2 separate regions of the Pan troglodytes genome follow, and region 1 is linked to region 2. Evidence: chromatin contacts called from public Hi-C data. All regions are on one chromosome and are shown on one strand. The core of a region is the stretch at or near the end of the contact, and the rest is flanking DNA. Distances in the headings are between cores, read along the strand shown.

Region 1 (5,301 bases), core at 1,959-4,458, 130 kb after region 2:
GTCCTGCTGCCTTTGAGCTCAATGTCTTTGCTCTCACTGCTCTTTGCCCATAATGTTATCTCCTCATTACACATTCTCAGTTGCCTGCCTTCCAAATATCTGTCATCCATTACAGCCTCCATGATTAGTAAAAAAGTCTTACTTTGTCTGATGGACTCCAAGACCACTTTATTTCTCCTCTGGTACTTTTCATACAATAATTTATATTATATTATTTTATACATGTCTGTCTCCTCTACTAGATTGTAGATTCCCTGAGGGTGAGAATCATTCCTACTTAGCATTTCTTCTCTCAATAGAAACTTGCACAGAGTGCAATCAATATTGCCTAAGCGAATTTATGGACAGTGTGGATTGTTAGTTTTTATGAGGAATATAGAACTCACTAAAGGAAACATACAGAAAAAAAAAAAAGTTATTCCTTGTCCAAACCCGCAAATAACTTTTTCATCCATCTCAGTTACTCTGACAGCAACCAAGCTGTAGACAACTAGTCAACATTGCCACCTAGTGGACATTATGGGTAATTATTTAAACCAGAACCCCTATACCTTGCCAGCAACAATTTTTTGTTTATTCTCAGAACTGTGCACAGACTGTGTTCTCCCATTTCTATATCCTTCCCAGACCACAGCTCAGTTAATTCCACTCCATAAATTATTCCATTTTCCTTAGCCTTTTTTACTTTTTCGTTCCAATTCTCTGAATATATCTCCAAAGTCCTTGAAAGTTTCTGAAAGTTCTCTAAACATCTCTACAGGCTCATGCCTGTCATCCTAGCACTTTGGGAGGCTGAGGCCGGAGGAGCATTTGATCTCAGAAGTTCGAGACCAGCTTGGGCAACATAGTGAAACCTTATCTCTATCTTAAATATTTTTTTAAACATTATAAAAATAAAAATATTTACAAAAGCCTCCGTCTGTTTTTGCAATAGTAACATTTCATACTGTTTTTCTAAATTATTTCAAATGAAATATTATGTTTTTAGAAGAATTAGTGAGCTAGCCTGAGAACTTAAAATACAGTTTATGAGAGGCCGGGCGCGGTGGCTCACGCCTGTAATCCCAACACTTTGGGAGGCCAAGGCGGGTGGATCACGAGGTCAGGAGATCGAGGCCATCCTGGCCAACATGGTAAAACCCCGTCTCTACTAAAATACAAAAAAAAAAATAATAATAATTAAAAAATAAAATAAAATACAATTTATGGCCTTGTTTCCAAGTGTTCAGAGTTCAAACAATAAACTTTTAAAACTTAATCCACTGGTAAATTGTTGGTTGGCTGCTTTAGAATTGAAACTGACCTTTTCAAATTGGAAAAGGGGACAGCAACAAAAAGGAACTCAGAAAATAATAATGGCTCATATTTTATAGCTGTTTGTGGTTTATAAAGTGGGTTTGTATTATTTCATTTGCCCTACCAACACTCCTGTGAGGACTTACAGTATGAGGCTTCCCATAGCACAGATGAGCAAGAAAACCTCATTGACGAAAAGTTATTATACTATGTAGTATTTAGATTGGAGCAAAAGTAATAGCGTTTTTTGCCATTACTTTCAGTGGCAAAAACCACTATTACTTTTGCACCAAACTAACAGAACAAGAGCCATGCACAAGTTTTCATACACTGTTCACAACATCACATTTGGTCTGAGTGCTCACATACATACACAGTAAATTACTGATGCAATATTTTAAGAAAATGTTAATTTTAATTTGCCCATAAAAGCAATAGAGAAAATATTCCCGGCCAGGCGCGGTGGCTGGCGCCTGTAATCCCAGCACTTTGGGAGGCCGAGGCAGGTGGATCACCTGAGGTCAGGAGTTCGAGACCAGCCTGGCCAACATGGCGAAACGTCGTCTCTACTAAAAATACAAAAATTTGCCCGGAGTGATGGTGGGCGCCTGTAATCCCAGCTACTCAGGAGGCTGAGGCAGGAGAATTGCTTGAACCCGGGAGGCAGAGGTTGCAGTGAGCCGAGATCGCGCCACTGCACTCCAGCCTCGGCGACAAAGGGAGACTTTTCAAGAAAAAAATAAGAAGAAAAGAAAATATTCCCAGTCCAGGAAAGTACAGGAGGGTCTTTCCCAGGCCTTTTGTTGCCTCCATACCTCTGTGGTAGCTGTTCCCTGTTCCAGAATGTTCTAAGTAGGGAACAGTGGTCAGCTCAAAGCTGAAAACCATGGCCTGGCCCATGGTGGGAGGAGCAGTGTCTAGGAGAACAATTGGTCCTGGACTTTATGAAGGGTCTTAAAGTCAGACATTTGATATTGTGTATAAATGAGTGAGACCTATTTTCACAGGGATATACCAATAAGGTGAAGAAGTTGACATTCTTCATACAGCTTTAAACTTAGATCCCATTACTGTTCCACACTGGTCATAGCAATATTTTCTACCATCTTGCGAAAAGTACACTTATATTGCACTGTATTTTGTATGCTAAAAGTATTCATTTCCACATTTTTTATCACCCTGTTTTGCATGTTTTCACGTGTTATTCATTTCTCTATTCTTTTTCTGAATTCTCCCAGATCCTCGTTATGTTTTCACGTTTTAGTACACAAGGAACCTCAAAAGTTGAAAGTGTCCCAAGCCCTTGCCCACCTTTCAGCAAGCCTCTCTTTCTCCCTTTCCCAGATGCTTTTCTTTCTGAAGATCTTTGTTATTATTTAACTCCTCTTTCGCAACACCACTGACATTGCACCGGCATCGCCGCGGGCCCTCTGTCTGGCTTAGAAGGTGCTCAAGAAAGACCCGCGGCGAATGGAGAAGACAAGCCCAAAGCCAGGAAATGGGTGGCGGCTGCAGGGAAGGGGGTTTTGATTCCATAGGATAAAAACGCGCTCCAACAGTCTCCGCATTCCGGCATGGAGCCGGCTGAGGGGTGCGGTGGTAAGACCCCATCGCTAGCGGAGTGCAAGCAAAGCCGCACACCTCCTGGGTCCGGGCTGGGGCAGGCCGCGCGGGCGCGGGAACGAAAGCGTGCGGACGGGGAAAAGGGTCCTCCAAGCCCAAGTGGGAGCGCCGCGGAGGGCGAGCGAGCGGCAGGGCGCGGCGCGGGCGTGTGCGGCACCACGGGACAGCGGGCTGCGGCCCAGGGGGCGAGGCGTGCTCGGGTCTATTCCGGGAGCGGCTCTGAGGGGCGGGCGCGGGCGCGGGCGGGGCGGGGGCTGCCGGCGAGCATCCTGTCTGGGGGAGGGGACCGCAGAGAGCGCCGGCCGCTGGGCTGGCCTGAGAGCGCAGCGCGCCGGCCGCCACCAGCCGCGCCGGAGCCCCTGCGCCCTGCGGCCCGCTCCCCGGGGACCGGGCCGGCGCCATGGACCGAGGCCAGGGTAAGAGGGGCCGCGACGCCTGCACTTGTTGCTGCGCCGGGCGGGAAAGGGAGACTGGACGATCTGAAGCCGGAGAGGAGGAGGGAGAGAGGCGGGCGGTGGGGCGGGGGCTGAGGAACGCTCGGAGGGGACTGGGAGACGCGGCGCTTATGCAAAGGTGCCTCCGGCTGCCGGGACAACCCGGTGCGTGTCAACGCCCGTGTCCTGGGGCCAACTCGCCTCTTGTGTGTGAAATCAGAGTTTTCATAGGCTAAGGATTTGTAACTTCATAAAAGATCCCCCTCTAGTTTCCGGAGGACAGCGAGCTCCTCCCACCTCATTCCACTCTAAAGGGTAAAACAAGGTGTACAGGTTCAACTCCCGAAACACCCGCTGTGGGCAGCCCCTAGGGAGAAGCTCCAGGGGACCGAAGTTTGCAGCTGCCTAGGGCATTGCGAGAAGGAGGAGCGCCGTGAGCAGGCGCGCGTGTGCATGCCTGTGTGCGCCAGGCAGGGAGGAGGCGGGGGTGGTTCTATCCCGCACCAGCTGTGTCCTCGGCCCAGCCCTTCTCTCTGGACCAGCGACAAAGTTGGATTAGATGGTCTCCAAGGCACCTTGCCGACCCTTTTCCAGTGTATTTGGTAGACGTTTCACAGAAGTGGAAGGGACTTACTGAAATTGAGATTGACATGAGCCGAGAGGGCAGCATTCGTAGGGGGCTAGCGCACATTTTTTTCTGTTTGTTTTGTTTTGTTTGAGACGGCGTTTCGCTCTTGTTGCCCAGGCTAGGGTGAAGTGGCGCGATCTTGGCTCACTGCAACCTCCGCCTCCCGGGTTCAAGCGATTCTCCTACCTCAGCCTCCGGAGTAGCTGGGATTAGAGGCATGCGCCACCACACCCGGCTAATTTTTGTATTTTTAGCAGAGACGGGGTTTCACCATATTGGCCAGGCTGGTCTGGAGCTCCTGACCTCAGGTGATCAGCCGGCCACGGCCTCTCAAAGTGCTGGGATTACGGGCGTGAGCCACCGCGCCTGGCAGCGCACATTTTAAGTAAAGGTCTAGACATGGCCTTTGGCAATGGCCAGATGGGCATGTGTGTGTCTGTAAAGAAGTGGCCTGCTTGGACATGTGAACAGTGTCAGAGGCTGGGAATCAGAACCCCAGGGTTTCAGTCTGCACCTCTGGGATCCAAAGAGATCACAGGTGTGAAGGCACTAGATAAACTAGTGAGTGCTGTGCCAACAGGCGAAGTGTTGTTGTTGTTGTTATTAATAATGGAAAATTCCTTCCCCTCCCCACGATAATCTCACACCTCTCCCCCATCTGCCTGTTTGCTGTGCTGAGCCCCCGAAGGGAGGAAAAAAAGAAGGGAACAGGGGCATGGGAGCAATTAGCAGGCACTGGGGCAGGGATGAGCCGGGAGCAGGTGTGGGGTAACCTCCCTTACTCCTGTTAAACGGAAAGTCAGGCTTGGCGAGCTCAGAGGGCCAGAGGGGAGTCCTGGCTTCCAGGTCAACCTCCTCACTGGCCCCTCCCCAACACAGAATACTGGATTCACCTTCTCCTTCAGGGACTGGGAAGGGCAGGCAGGAAAGAGAGTGGGCTTCTGTTTGGTTCTTTAGCAACTGAGGCCTAGATTTGTAAAGCAGTTCTCACCTGTTAACTGATTTCTAGGCAAGTGTGAAGAGTGTATATCAGGGAGGAAAAACAGAGAGAAGAGGCACCTCTCACACCCCTCAGTCCTGCTGTTCCCACCTCCTGCATAATGCGTCTAAAGCAAATACCACCATCCACCCTCCCCTTCACACTCCTAGTCGCCCGCCACCTCCCCCACCTCTCCACCACCCCTACTCCCCACCAGTTTTTAAATACCACCCTGTCTGATCTCCAGTACAAAAATCCATACCTAGGCCTACCCAGGCCTGTGGAAAGTGCACTGTGTCATCCTAAGACAGAGTGACAATAGTTCACTTCACTTTAAATGC
Region 2 (4,849 bases), core at 1,733-4,232:
CTTTCCCGCTGCCTCTGATTGTTGTGGACATCCTCAAGGGCATAGCTTGTATAGCTTATTTTAGCCCCTTTTTTCCTATCCTTATAAACTATGCAGAGAAAATAAGATTGTTCCCCCGGCAGATGTTATTTGGGCCTTAAAAAGTGGCCCAAGACCCCGTGATCTCTTCTAAGAGGTGAAGTCATCAGCATCTAGCTGGATATATTATCAAAAAGAACCCCAGACAAGAAGAATTCATCAATTAATCTCATTAATTGATGAATAATTAATTCATCAATTAATTTATCAATTAATTAATCACTGAAAATTTTCAGGCATATTTTCGTGGCCACCACTCTGTGGAAAAGCCCAACAGATTTCCATAAGTAGAAAATGACAGCATTGTCACTGAGGGCAGGTATAAGTGAGGGGTGATATTAATAATTAGTATGCAACCAGCCTTTATTTGTCATGCATTACACTAAGTCCTTTAATATATACGACAATCCAAAAGGTAGGCACTGTGGTTGTACCCTTGTACAGATGAAAACTTTGAGGCTTATAGAGGCTAAGTATCTTCCCCAAAGTGAGACAGCTAGAAAGTGATGAAGCTGAGATTAAAAGTCAGGAAGGCTGGAAACGGCACCTGGGCTCTTCCCCAGGCCACCATCGGGTTTAGCTAATTTATATTTTGCTTAGTTAATTGTCTCCCCGCTGTCCCAGGATTGGATTTATGCTTATGAGGTTGGAGTTCTTTTTATTTCTTTATTTTTTATTTTTTCTGCAATCATCCATTATTGGGTAGAGCTCTTGTCTGTGCTGTTCTCCACGGTATCCCTAGAAGCCAGCACTGGGGCTACCACAAAGCATACCCTCGATAAATAATTGCTGAGTGAATGAACTAATGAATGAATATCATGCTTTCATTTGACTATTTCTTATAATTTGAAATTTTCTGAACATTGAGGCTTTGGGTGATAACTAAATATGCTCATGGAATAGAACAGTTAATTTTACATGTCTAATTTATCTGAACTTTCTCCCAGAAAAATGTTTTTCCAAGCATTAGAATCTAGCAAGTTACCTGCAACTTGGAAACTGAACAAGGAATCCCATCTGAAAATGTAGAGGACACATAAAGTGGAATAATTTAAATATTTACTAATCACTTATGTTTTCAAAGCTATTTTAGGGCTCTACCCTTTTCAAAGAGCTGTCTATGAATCACCTGGGATGCTTGTTTCAAATGCTGAGCAAGGGAGTCCAGGGCCTGGGAATCTGCATTTTTGGAGGTATCTCAGGCGTTTGTTATCGATACAAAATTTTAAGAACGACCGTGAGGACATTAGGGCTATTTTTACCTCCACCCCATTGGACAAAATTCTTTTTAAAAAAATTATTATTATACTTTAAGTTCTAAGGTACATGTGCACAACATGCAGGTTTGTTACCTAGGTATACATGTGCCATGTTGGTTTGCTGCACCCATCAACTCATCATTTACATTAGGTATTTCTCCTAATGCTATCCCTCCCCCAGTCCCCTATCCCACAACAAGCCCCAGTGTGTGATGTTCCCCTCCCTGTGTCCATGTGCTCTTATTGTTCAACTCCCACTTATGAGTGAGAACATGTGGACAAAATTCTTAACAATCTATCAAATGTGTTTCAAATCTATTGATCCTTAGGTTTATCTAAAGATTCTTTAATCCTGATCACTTCTCGGGGTCATGAGCCATATCCTTTTTTTCCTTCCTGCGTAAGGTAGAAACATTGTATTTATCTAAAAGCATTGTATAAAAACATCGTATTTGTCTTTCCCCAATTTTAATAGGGCGGCTATCTAATCTCACACTGATATCCCAGACTTTCGTGCACTGAGCCACTCTCACACAGGATCAAGCTAGAAGTGAGAAGATCTGGTCCGATTCTGCCACAAGATGCTGTGTGTCTTAGGGCACGTTGCCCAGCCTCTCTGACCCGCTGCTTCCTTGTCTAAGCTGGGGCTGTGAGTGTTCACAGCCTTTTGAGTCTGCACATGCTCTAATTGAAGTCATGCCATAGACAAGGATCATGCGCCCTCTCAGTCTTGTTTTTCAGCACTCAAAAGTCATGCTTCTATGATCGTGAATTAGGTTCAGAAAGTGACAAAGTAGTCACAGGAATGTAAAGAGCCCTACCCCACTGAATCAATTGTGACTAAAACACTTTGGAATATAAACTTCTACAATACACACGTATAAGACATAATTACAAAACAACAACAACAACAACAACAACAACTTGGGGGAAGAGTTAGTTGCCCATACGAAAACTAGGGTGGACCTGTGAGGCCACATACCTGCTGTTCTCCTCAGACGGGGAAGTGTTTCAGGGTGGGGCGCCTAGGCAGTCTATTCTTAGGGCTGTGTAATATTAAACCCAGAAAATGTCTGGGTTGCTCTGTCAACAAATATTTATTGGTAGCCAGTATATGCCGGGCCCTGTGCTAGGTATTGGGGGCCTGTAGGTGAACCCTACGGACAGACCCATTCTTTCACGGAGCTAACGTTCTCGTGGGGAAGAGAGGTAATAAACAATTCTAATGATGAATCAGCGATAGAGGATAAAGGGAATCTGTGAGGGAAGAGGGGACATAAACGCTGGGAGGCTGGAAGAGCCCCTTACATGTTATCCACTTGTCCAGACGCCATATTCATAGTTGAGAAAGATGAGGCAGCGACGGTAGTGACCGGCTTGGGCCTAGACTGCGTCAAGCTTGCCAGAGCAGGGCCGGGTGGAAACTGTCTTCCTGCAAAGCCAGGTTTTCCTTCACGGCCCCTCCTAATGATGTTTCTTTTCCTATCATTGTCGAGCCCTTAGACCCCCAGGATCGAGGGAGGGAATACAAGCGCTCAAGCACTCCCTCGTTGGTCCCGGGACACAAGGCCTCGTCCGTCTCACAAGGCCTCGTCCATCTCCCATCACACCCTAGGGCCCGGGCAGAAGCCCGGCGGGGCGGGGCCTCGGACACGCGCCGGTGCGTCCAGCAGGTGGCAGCAGCGAGCGGCCGCGCCCCCTGCGCTGCCAACCCGCGAGCCCGCATCATGGATGTCGAGCTCCCCTATTTCGCATTGCTAGCCCTGGAATTCGAGACCCCAGACGAGGACCAGGATTCATGAAATCAGTCGCAGGGGCCGGGGCAGGGGCCTCTGGCTCCCGACACTGGCCGAGAGGTGGGTTCCGGGGCGGGTCGCTGCTCCTTGAAGCCGGGCGGGGACGCGCTGCCCCCGCCCTGCCTCCCTGTGGTCCACACCCCCTTTGGGCTCCGGAGCCGCTGGGCAGGAATAGTCCGGGGTGCGCGCGAGCAGGCGCTGCCAACCCCACTTCTGCCCGGGATTCCAATCTGAGGAGCAGGAGGACCGGGGCGCTGGTGTCCTGCCGCCTCCTTCTCCTTGCTCTCACCTGCACCTATTAGTCCACGCGCCTTCAAGGCCAGGGGCTACAGCCCAGACAGAGAGGGGACAGCAGAGGGAGAGAGAGCACCTGAGGATACAGAGCTGGCACTGGACTGCCTTTTCACCCCCCAGGTGATGAGTGAGGTTCGAAGAACGGAAGATTTAAAAAGCAGCCGGGGCCTCCGTATTGAATGAAAGACCCAGTGCAAAGACATCACCATGAACACTAGCAGTAAGTGGATCCTCCTCTCCTTTGCCATGGGAACAGGGGTGGGGGCGGGAGGTGAGGGAGCCTGCGCTCGGGCTGCCTGGAAAGAGGAAGGAAGCCTGGCATCTCTGGACACATGACCCCCAGGCTTCTTTTTGGTGCTTTCCGTGCTCCTTGGCAGAGGGATAGCTTCATGACTCTGGCTTTTCGTGATAATTTTGCCAATATTTTATCAGCGGCGCCGGCCGCCTCTGCTGGGAAGGCTGCTCGTCTCCTTCTAGCACTGCCTGGGAAGGCCTAGGAAGCAGTGTGTGGCCATTGTCTGACTGTGGGGGCTCTGAGGAGAACTCCCTGCACACATCTGGAAAACCATGGAGGGCCCTGCCTGTCCCAGAGGTGGGAAGAGCAGGGAGGCTGGCCTGTGGGCAGGCGGGAGGGTAGGTGGGTGTGGGCAGGCAGTGGGCTGGGAAGCTGCAGTTTGATAAACAAATCATCGCCAAGCCACCTTTGGGTCTGGAGATTATGAAAGATCCAGCTCCCGAGTGCCTGCAGCCCGGTGGGCCCAGGGCTGGTTTCTCTATGTACCTGCAGGCTGGTTAGCTATCCTTGAGAACAAGAAGACAGGAACAGCCCTTTGGCCAAGGGCTCTAACATGCCAGAGGCAACAACTGCTTGCAGAGCCAGGACCAGATATTTTGCTGCCAGGTAGGGCCTCAGCTACTGAGAATGCAGTCCGAAATTCAAGAAGGCACAGTCTGTTTCTCTTCAATGTAGCGCTGTGACCTGGGAGGGCATATCTTGGTTCCAGACTCACTCTCCTGCCCTCTTGTCAGCTTGGCCTGTCTAGGTTATTCCAGCATCGCATAGGGCTGTTGAACCAGAGAACCCCTATGAACAGTCACTTCCCTGGGTCTATGACTTTGTTATCAGTCCGCTCTCTGCATCTCAGACTGCTCATCTGTATGATGAGAGGGGTTGAATTAGAAAGCCTTCTAATCGGCCAGGCACCGTGTTCCATGCCTGTAATCCCAGCACTTTGGGAGGCAGAGGCAGGTGGATCACGAGGTCAGGAGTTCGAGACCAGCCTGACCAACATGATGAAACCCCGTCTCTACTAAAAATACAAAAATTAGCCAGGTGTGGTGGTGTGGGCCTGTAATCCCAGCTACTCAAGAGGCTGAGGCAGGAGAATTGCTTGAACCTGGGAGGCAGAGGTTGCAGTGAGC

Evidence for each region. A called contact is a pair of places that touch in the nucleus more often than the background predicts.
Region 1: a Hi-C map of stem cell-derived neural progenitor cells shows a contact between it and region 2, with 3 times the contacts expected there. The contact joins the promoter of AFAP1L1 here to the promoter of SH3TC2 in region 2. A contact is called at or near these places in 3 of 7 Hi-C or Micro-C datasets (blood, induced pluripotent stem cells and stem cell-derived neural progenitor cells), 1 of 1 datasets of contacts at active chromatin or transcription factors (stem cell-derived excitatory neurons) and 1 of 1 other capture datasets (stem cell-derived neural stem cells).

What each region holds. Positions count from the first base shown.
Region 1 is chr4:146,998,271-147,003,571 of NHGRI_mPanTro3-v2.0_pri, forward strand. AFAP1L1 (actin filament associated protein 1 like 1) reads left to right here and starts at 3,209. Exons shown (of 19, transcript XM_518027.6): 1 at 3,209-3,335. The coding sequence starts at 3,320.
Region 2 is chr4:146,868,456-146,873,304 of NHGRI_mPanTro3-v2.0_pri, forward strand. It overlaps SH3TC2 (SH3 domain and tetratricopeptide repeats 2), which reads right to left and starts at 2,983. Exons shown (of 17, transcript XM_063810804.1): 1 at 2,646-2,983. ABLIM3 (actin binding LIM protein family member 3) reads left to right here and starts at 3,016. Exons shown (of 24, transcript XM_001162953.5): 1 at 3,016-3,193; 2 at 3,548-3,647. The coding sequence starts at 3,635. It overlaps LOC134809985 (a long non-coding RNA gene), which reads left to right and starts at 3,660. Exons shown (of 2, transcript XR_010157035.1): 1 at 3,660-4,328.